Regions from separate parts of the Mus musculus genome. Here region 1 is linked to region 2. The links are chromatin contacts, called in public promoter capture Hi-C maps. All regions are on one chromosome and are shown on one strand. Each heading gives the region's core, a stretch centred on a gene start, on an enhancer-like site or on the middle of the called end of the contact. The rest is flanking DNA. Distances are from core to core; before and after follow the strand shown. Region 1 holds the start of Gga1 (golgi associated, gamma adaptin ear containing, ARF binding protein 1). Region 2 holds the start of Ncf4 (neutrophil cytosolic factor 4).

Region 1 (3,557 bases), core at 784-3,283, 630 kb after region 2:
TGCCCGCTAGTTCTGTGAACTTGACAGATTTCCAATCACCTGGTCGATGAGCTGCTGCTCGTGCCTCAGGAGGATTACCCTGCCTGAGTCTACTGAGCTGGGAAGACCTGCCCACTGTGGGTGGCACCATCCCCGATGGGGAACCTGTACTGTGTGAGTGGAGAAAGGGCGGGAAGCAGTGTGCATTCCACACTCTCTCTGCCCTGTTTCTCAGCTGCAGCTGTGATGGGCCCAGCTGCCACCGCCTTGATTTCTCCTCCCCTTGAATTGTGGGAAACCCTGTCTTCTTTAAGTTGCTTTTATCAGAGCAGTTTAATCACAGCAACAGGAAAAGAAACTCAGGGATTCACCAGATGCAATGCTTCAGGATGAGACTTCCCAGAGGCAGGGAGGGACACAAACCACAAGCATGCAAAGAAATACACTGTGGGGCAGCTGGAGGTTAGAGCTCAGGTGGTGATGTGTCTGCCTAACATGTTTATATGAAATGCTAGGTACCACAGAAATCGCCAGCTTGGGCTATAAGGACTCTAGATGGAGGCAGAAGTAGCTGGAGATGTCTCTCAGTTGGTAGCGTGTTGCTTAGCTTGCAAGAAGTCCTATTCTCTTGCAGGTGTGGTGATGCACGCAGAAGGTGGAGAAAGAAGGATCAGAGATCAAGTCTATAGTGCGTTCAAGGCCTGCCTAGGCTTACAGGAGACCCTGCCTCTGTCGCTCCACCAAAAGTGCCTGTGAGTAGTGATCTGACTTTAAATCAATTTGGCAAATGCAGTTTGGGTTTTTGTTTTGGGTTTTGTTCTGTGTAGCCCTGGGTCCTGGAACTCGCTCCGTAGACCAGGCTGACTTTGAACTCGGAGATTCACCTGCCTCTTCCTCTCAAGTGCTAGGTGGCGTGCGCCACCACTGCCCGGCCTGCAGTTGGGTTTTATTTCATTAACAATTTTAAAAATAAAGAAAACAAAGCAGGCGGAGCCCATCTTGTTACCCTCTCCCGTATCTTATAGGTTGCAGGAGAGAATTAAACGTCTCACTGAGAGTTGGGTTCAGAAGAAAACCCGACTGAAATGAGGTAACTGGTTCTGCAAGGTGAATACTGATCCCTCCAAGGCCACAGGCATGCGGAACTGGATTCGCCGGTTCCTTGGTCTCAGATGCTCTTTAACTCTTCCTGGCACAGGCTCGCTGGAGAGGGCACAGTAGCCAGTTCCCCCGACGGCCGCCAGAGGCTACAGAGAGCGAACTGGCATTCCTGAGAATTAGCCAAGGCGACCGCAGAGGGTGGAAAAAGCGGGTGAAAGTACCTCACATTTTGCCTCCTCCTAAACCACCTCAAAAAAAGAGCCTGACGTCGTCACCATTCCAGTTTGGGGAAAGATAACCTCTCATTTTGCCACCACCTCTCTGGCTTCCCCATCACCTTGAGAGTGTTACGTGCTTTGAGATACGATATTCCACACTGGCCTTGAACTGATAACCTCCTGCCTCTGTCTGATAAGTGCGGGCGTTATCATCACCTTGTAGGATATATATCTGGCCTTGTCTTTCTCTCCAGGGCTGGGCACCGAATAACCCAAATGCAAGGAGTTTCTAAACTGAATGCAGAATTAAGTACTCGGTGCAAGCACTGACCCCTAATGACCTCAGGCAAACTCATAACCTGGCTCCCGGGTTTGAATGTAGATTCATAGGTTAAGAAAAAAAAAAGACTTAGCCCTTTGCTGGGCGTGGTGGCACACTTCTTTAATGTCTGCACTTGGGAGGCGGAAAAAGGCGGATCTCAGGAATTCCACGCCAGCCTATTCTACAGAGCGAGCTTCAGGACTGCCAGAGCAAGACAGTGAGCCCTTGTCTCAAAGGGGAAAAAACTGCTCAGAACAATGCCTAGGGCTTTAAGAGCTAAACAAACGTTAGCTTAACCTCATCGCGTTGGCGGCGGCCACAGTGCCCAGTTGCCCTTTTAAGGGACTTTGACATCTTCCCACGTAAGCGGAAGTACCCCTGAGGGCTCCGGAAGTGACTTCAGAACCCCTTCAGAAACATGGCTCCGGAGCGTTGTCCCGGAAGCGGTCACGGGTCTCTGCGTGACGCTAACTGAGTTAGAGCGGTCCCGCGGGGTTTCTATGGTGCCGCCCGCCACCCCCAGGCTCTCCTCTTCCTCTCCCGCCCGAGCGCCCGGAGCTGCGAGGCCGCCGACCAGCCCCACCGGCGACTCCGCCAGCCGCCAGGGGGAGGGGCGCCGACGAGGCGACGCTCTAGGCGGCTCCACCCGCGTCTCGATGGTGCCCGGCGTCCCGGTGCCGCGTTCCTACTCCGCGGGGTGGACGCGGCCCCTTTAACCGGCCGAGGGCGGAGCCGAGGAGTTCCCGCGAGAGCGGCCGGGGGGCGGGGGGCGGCGCCGAGGCCGGGGGCCCGTGGCGGATGGAGCCCGCGATGGAGCCGGAGACTCTGGAGGCACGAATCAGTGAGTGTCCGGGAGGGGCGCGAGCCGGACCGGAACCGGAACCGGGGGCGCGAGGCTGGCCCCTCTCTCTCTCCCGGCGGGGCGGGGTCCGCGCGCCCCCTCCTCACGCCCCGCCCCCCGACCCGGAGGGGCGGCGCCCCAGTCTGTCGCTCCGCTCGGACCCTGGCAGCTGCGCGCAGCCTGGCCGGGAGCGGGCGCCGCCCACCCACCCCGGTGACCCGGTGGCGCAGAGTTATCCCGGACCCCCGAAGGCCCTGCCTGTTGCACCAAAGCGCAGACCCTCGAGTCTTCCCCTAGAGGGATCCCCCCACTTCCTCAGGGCCTGAGTCTTTCAAACCCTGTGCCCGCAGCTCTTCTTAGATCTGCTCGGTCCCCCAGCCCAGGAAAGGGGGGACCCCTGGCCCATCTGATCCAGCTCTGTCCGCGCCTGGAGAAACTCCCAGTGCTTGAAAGGGTCCCGTCTAAGACTCCATAAGGAAATCAAGTTCTCTGTCGTTATACCCAAGCCCAGCCTTGCTTTGCGTCCCAGATTGCTTTCCTAGCCCCTGCTGAGCCTCCTCCCCAGGCCTCTGTCCTTGTTTCCTGTCTCCTTCGAAACAGCTTCCTCCAACTCTGGCTTCCAAGCCCCATCCTCTGTTCTCCCTGTCCCACACTGCTTGTTGAAGATCCTTGGCCTTGCCAACCCCATTCCTGAACTCTGCCCCTGGGAGCTGCAGGTTGGCTCTTCTGGTCCATTTAGTGACAGGTCTGTCCCAAGGCCTTTCAGGGATGTGACCCAGAGAAGCCTTCCGGTCTATCCTCAAGCTCAACCTCCTGGTCTGAGATATAGCAAGGATCTGTGCAGGGTGGTGTGGGCCGACATGGTCAGCATCTTTGAAGCCAGCCTCGAAGGAAGTTGAACTGGAAGGTTGATTCCCAGAGCTCACCGATCTGGGGGGGGGGGGGGGGGCGGAGGAGAGTCAGCCTGGCAGTGGGGTTGATTGGTGGTTAGAAGGAGACAGTGACCATGGACTGCATGAGATACAGTACTGCACGGGTCTCAGGAGGTCAGAGGTAAAAGAGGACCATAGATATTTTCCCCATCTGTCTTAGTCAG
Region 2 (3,897 bases), core at 1,135-3,634:
CATCAGAGAAAAGTATTCGCTCTGCTTGTGACGTCACCACTCTCCGAGTCAGAGGCTCTTTAGAGACCCTCAGAAACAGGCATACCTGCCCACACACAGTTGTACTCGTCTCTGCACAAACTGGCCTTGAACTCCTGGTCCTCCTGCCTCCACGTCCTGAGAACTGGGATTACATGTGTTCTTACCCTTGTTTTATTTGGTGCTGGGACTGAGCCCAGGGCTTCACTCACGCTACACAAGTGCTCTGCATCCCAGCCCCAAACCAGCACATTTTCAAGCCAGGACAGGCATGCTGTGACACAGTCTCTCACTAGTGCTATGTGACATTCTCTTGTGGAAGCAATGTCACCATTTCCTGTTTCATGACCACCTGTTGACCAACATTCTCCTCTGCAGGGGCCAAGCTTGTACCTCTGTGCTCACAGACCCCCCTCTTCCACTGCACCCCTCCTTGCTCCCCTGGTTGTTTCCTCCAAAAGCTGGGACGCCTGAGCCCCGAGGCCCAGCCAGAGCCTCTGAATCATGTCTAGCTCCTCAGGTGTGAATTCTTCTGAAGTCCAAGGCGCCTGGATTTGCAGTTTTGTGTAGTGCTGACTCCGAACTGCTTCCTCAGCACAGTTCAGAGCCAGCTTTTCTCTGGATTTCACACCAGTGGGGGCTTCAGGCTCGAGGCTCCCTCTGTCTACCCGTGGCTGGAGAACTTCCTTCGCTTCCTCGGGCACCCAGGCCAATGGCTGAGAAACCCTCTTCGGTGTTTGCTGTGATATCCAGCTTCACATGAGAGCTCAAGGTGGACTTCCTGCCAGCAGTGGGACATGTGACCTGCATCTGGTCTCTGGCCAGTCACTGGAGCCTCATCTTTAGTAACACATGTGTTTGCCGTTCCCTAGGCCTGGGTATCAGTCTCCATCCTCAGTCATGGGTACAATTCCTGCTCGTCTTAGACCTCTCAGATCACCTTTCCTTGTCTTGAGCAGGGATTTGTATGCTTAAAAGAGCTAACTCTGTGAACTGCGGTACTTCTGTGTGCTGGGAGTAGGTCAGACCGTCCATTCTACGTTCCTCTACCACCCTGATCTATCTGTGCAGTGCAAAGGCCTTGATGAACATGCAGTCACTGGTGGAGTGTCCCTCTCCCACTTTCCTGTCCCCTCCTGTGACTTTCTTCATCCTCGTTTCTGTCTCCCCAGGAGCCCATGCCCTGCCTGGCCACGGGGAGGGCAGTTCTCACTGGGCAGACTCTATCCTGGGAGCTCTAGGTTCATCCTCTCTGGGCTGGGTCAGGGCCAGAAGATCCCTTCAGGGTGACAGGATGGAGGGGGGACATTTTAAAGTAAGGATCCTAAAACATTCTATATTCTTGGAGCCAGATCCTGAGGAGTCTGAGACTGCTTCCAATCCAGCCCCATTTAAGGTGAGAAACATAGGCCGTTCCAGATTCCTCAGGGGGAAAGCCCTGTCCCCACAGCCACGTTCCAAAGTTGGGGAGATAGGAGCCTGATTCAGGCAGGCTGGGCAGGCTGCCATCTCTCCTTCTGTCTTAGCATACCATCAAGTGGAGCTGGGGGTTGGGGGACATTCTCTGGGCTGCTGGGCCCATCCTCACTGTAGGCTTTGGAGAGCTCCCTACAGAACCAAGCATTAGAAGGAGCTGACGAAGAACTTCCTCCTTCTGCTCACATAATCTGGGTGTCCGCAGCGTAGTGCTGGCCTGGAAGAAGCCTAACACACAAACACACGTTTGGAACACACTGGGGTAGGGAACCCCGCTGGTGAGAGCTTGCCGCAGGAAAAGCCCGGAGAGTGGCAGGGAGGGTCTGGTGAGGACAGGTTTGTTTCTTAGAGGGCAGCTTCTGAGCTGAGACCTACAGGAGATAGGAGAGGAGCATTGGGAATGTGGTGGCAATGAGGGAAGAGAGATTGGGAGAGCAGGCAGCCCACGGGGCCTTGGGGATTCTGAAGCCAGCAGCGGGGGCTTGGGGCTTTTCTGAGAGCTGAGTAGGGAGGTGGAGGCAGATTGTAAGGAGAGCCTCTGTGTGGATGGAAGCTCTGGGAGAGCTGAATGTGGTATCTCAGAGCCCAGAGCCCCAGATGGGGCATAAAACAATGACTTCCTAGTATAAGAGGGAGGGGGACCAGGAGAGCTTCCTGGAAAAAGCACTATCTCCACCAGACCTTAGGAATGAATGGCAGGTCTTGGATGCTTGAGAAAGGGATTCAGGAAGAAGCCTGAGGAGGAAGTCCACAAGTGTCCTTGATGGACTACCCAGGGCTAAAACTGCTCTATGGTGGGTGGAGCTCAGCACCAGAGACAGGCACTGAGGAAATCCCCAAAGCCAGTGGCCTCACGCAAGCCCAGCACCCAAGGGTGCCACTTCCTCAACTGCTGTGCAGCTGGGAAGTGGCTGAGAAGACGTGTGAGGGCCAGGCAGCTCAAAGCCTGAAGGAGGTACTTCAAGGAGGGTCCAGAGAAGCTGGGCAGGGCGGGACCTCCTCAAAGGCTGCCCCTGGGGACACCCCAAGCTTCAGGAAGCTCTCAGATGCACATAGGAGGAAGTGAGAGGTGAACTCGGCCTGGATCTGGTTGGGCAAGGCCCCCATCCATCTGCTTTTCTGACTACCCACAGCCATGGCCCTGGCCCAGCAGCTGCGATCAGAGAGGTGAGAGTGTGCCTCTATTCCCTGCCAGGCTTTCTCAATGATCCCAATAGGCCTGGGGGGTGGGTATGGGGAAGTAAGAGGCTGTCCCTCCTGTCACCTGATATCAGTGGATCAGCACAGAGTCAAATTTGAAGGTCTTGCTGAATGATACTGCAGGAGCTGCATGCTCCAGCAGATGTTTCTAGAACCTTGACTTAGTAGGTCGGCAGTGTTATGCACCAGTAAGAAGCCTAAGGCTCAGAATGGGGAGTGGCTTGGATGTGGCCAAGGACCACAGGGTGAGTGGGTGGCAGAGCCTGGGAGCAGAGGTGTCCTGGGTGCTAGGCTTGGGTTCTGGGTTCCTGGTTCCACACTGCAATCAGGAGCGGCTCTTCCATCTGCCCTTCAGACTGAAACTGGCCTCTGCGTTTTCCTATCTTTAGGTTCAGATAGCCCAGGCTCTGCCGTCTGACCCCTCACTCCACTTCCTTGTCCTGAACAGGTCTTAGATGCTTGGCACAATGTTGGGGGCCGGGTCTTTGCTCTGCCTGCTCTGAGGGTGTTTTAGTTTTTTGGATCACAGTTGTGTCTCTGGGAGGCCGAACAGCCCTGGGACACACTGAGAGCTCACTACATCTGCTAAGAGCTCAAAAATGACCCAGATCTATCTTGGACAATGCTGACATTATACAGGTAGGGACAAGGAGACCTGATGGCCCCAAGCCCGGCCACCTCATTCAGTCAGCACTTGCTCAGTGTCTCTTATGGAGACAGCCCTGTGTTCCCATCTGCATGTGGAGACCCAAATGACAGAACCGTCCCCTGGATCAAGCAGAAAGCAACGTTAGGAAGCCAAGTGTCCATGTGAACTGCTTGAGAGTCACCAGAACAGGTCTGACTGACAAGACCCAGGTGTGAGCAAAGCACTCGTGGGATCTGGAAAAGGGGATGGGATTCCTGTAGGTCAAAGGTCAGAGGAGGTTTGTCTGTAACAAGAGTTAGTGTTGGGTGGGGGTCCTTCCATAGCTATAGAGAGTGTTACTGGGGTGCTAAGTAAGGCTGCATAATATGACTCCAGCCTTTCTCACCCCCAAGTTCTCCTAGGAGACTGACAGACATGCAAACTTGAATCTTCTAGAAACTGTAGCCACTAGAAGCTTGGGTCCCTTCTTGTTTCTTGGGGTGCAGAGTTCAGATGGTGCCTGTAAGGACTATCAGGGCTCAGTGTTTCCTCCGCCCACTCTGCCCTTTCCACAG

What was found. Promoter capture Hi-C pulls out the DNA fragments that hold promoters and counts their contacts.
Region 1: a promoter capture Hi-C map of hippocampal neurons shows a contact between it and region 2, with 2.9 times the contacts expected there. The contact joins the promoter of Gga1 here to the promoter of Ncf4 in region 2. A contact is called at or near these places in 1 of 39 promoter capture datasets (hippocampal neurons), 1 of 115 datasets of contacts at active chromatin or transcription factors (bone marrow-derived macrophages) and 2 of 9 other capture datasets (liver and macrophages).

Annotation. Positions count from the first base shown.
Region 1 is chr15:78,875,157-78,878,713 of GRCm38.p6, forward strand. It overlaps Gga1 (golgi associated, gamma adaptin ear containing, ARF binding protein 1), which reads left to right and starts at 2,034. Exons shown (of 17, transcript NM_145929.2): 1 at 2,034-2,461. The coding sequence starts at 2,419.
Region 2 is chr15:78,242,427-78,246,323 of GRCm38.p6, forward strand. Ncf4 (neutrophil cytosolic factor 4) reads left to right here and starts at 2,385. Exons shown (of 10, transcript NM_008677.2): 1 at 2,385-2,661. The coding sequence starts at 2,630.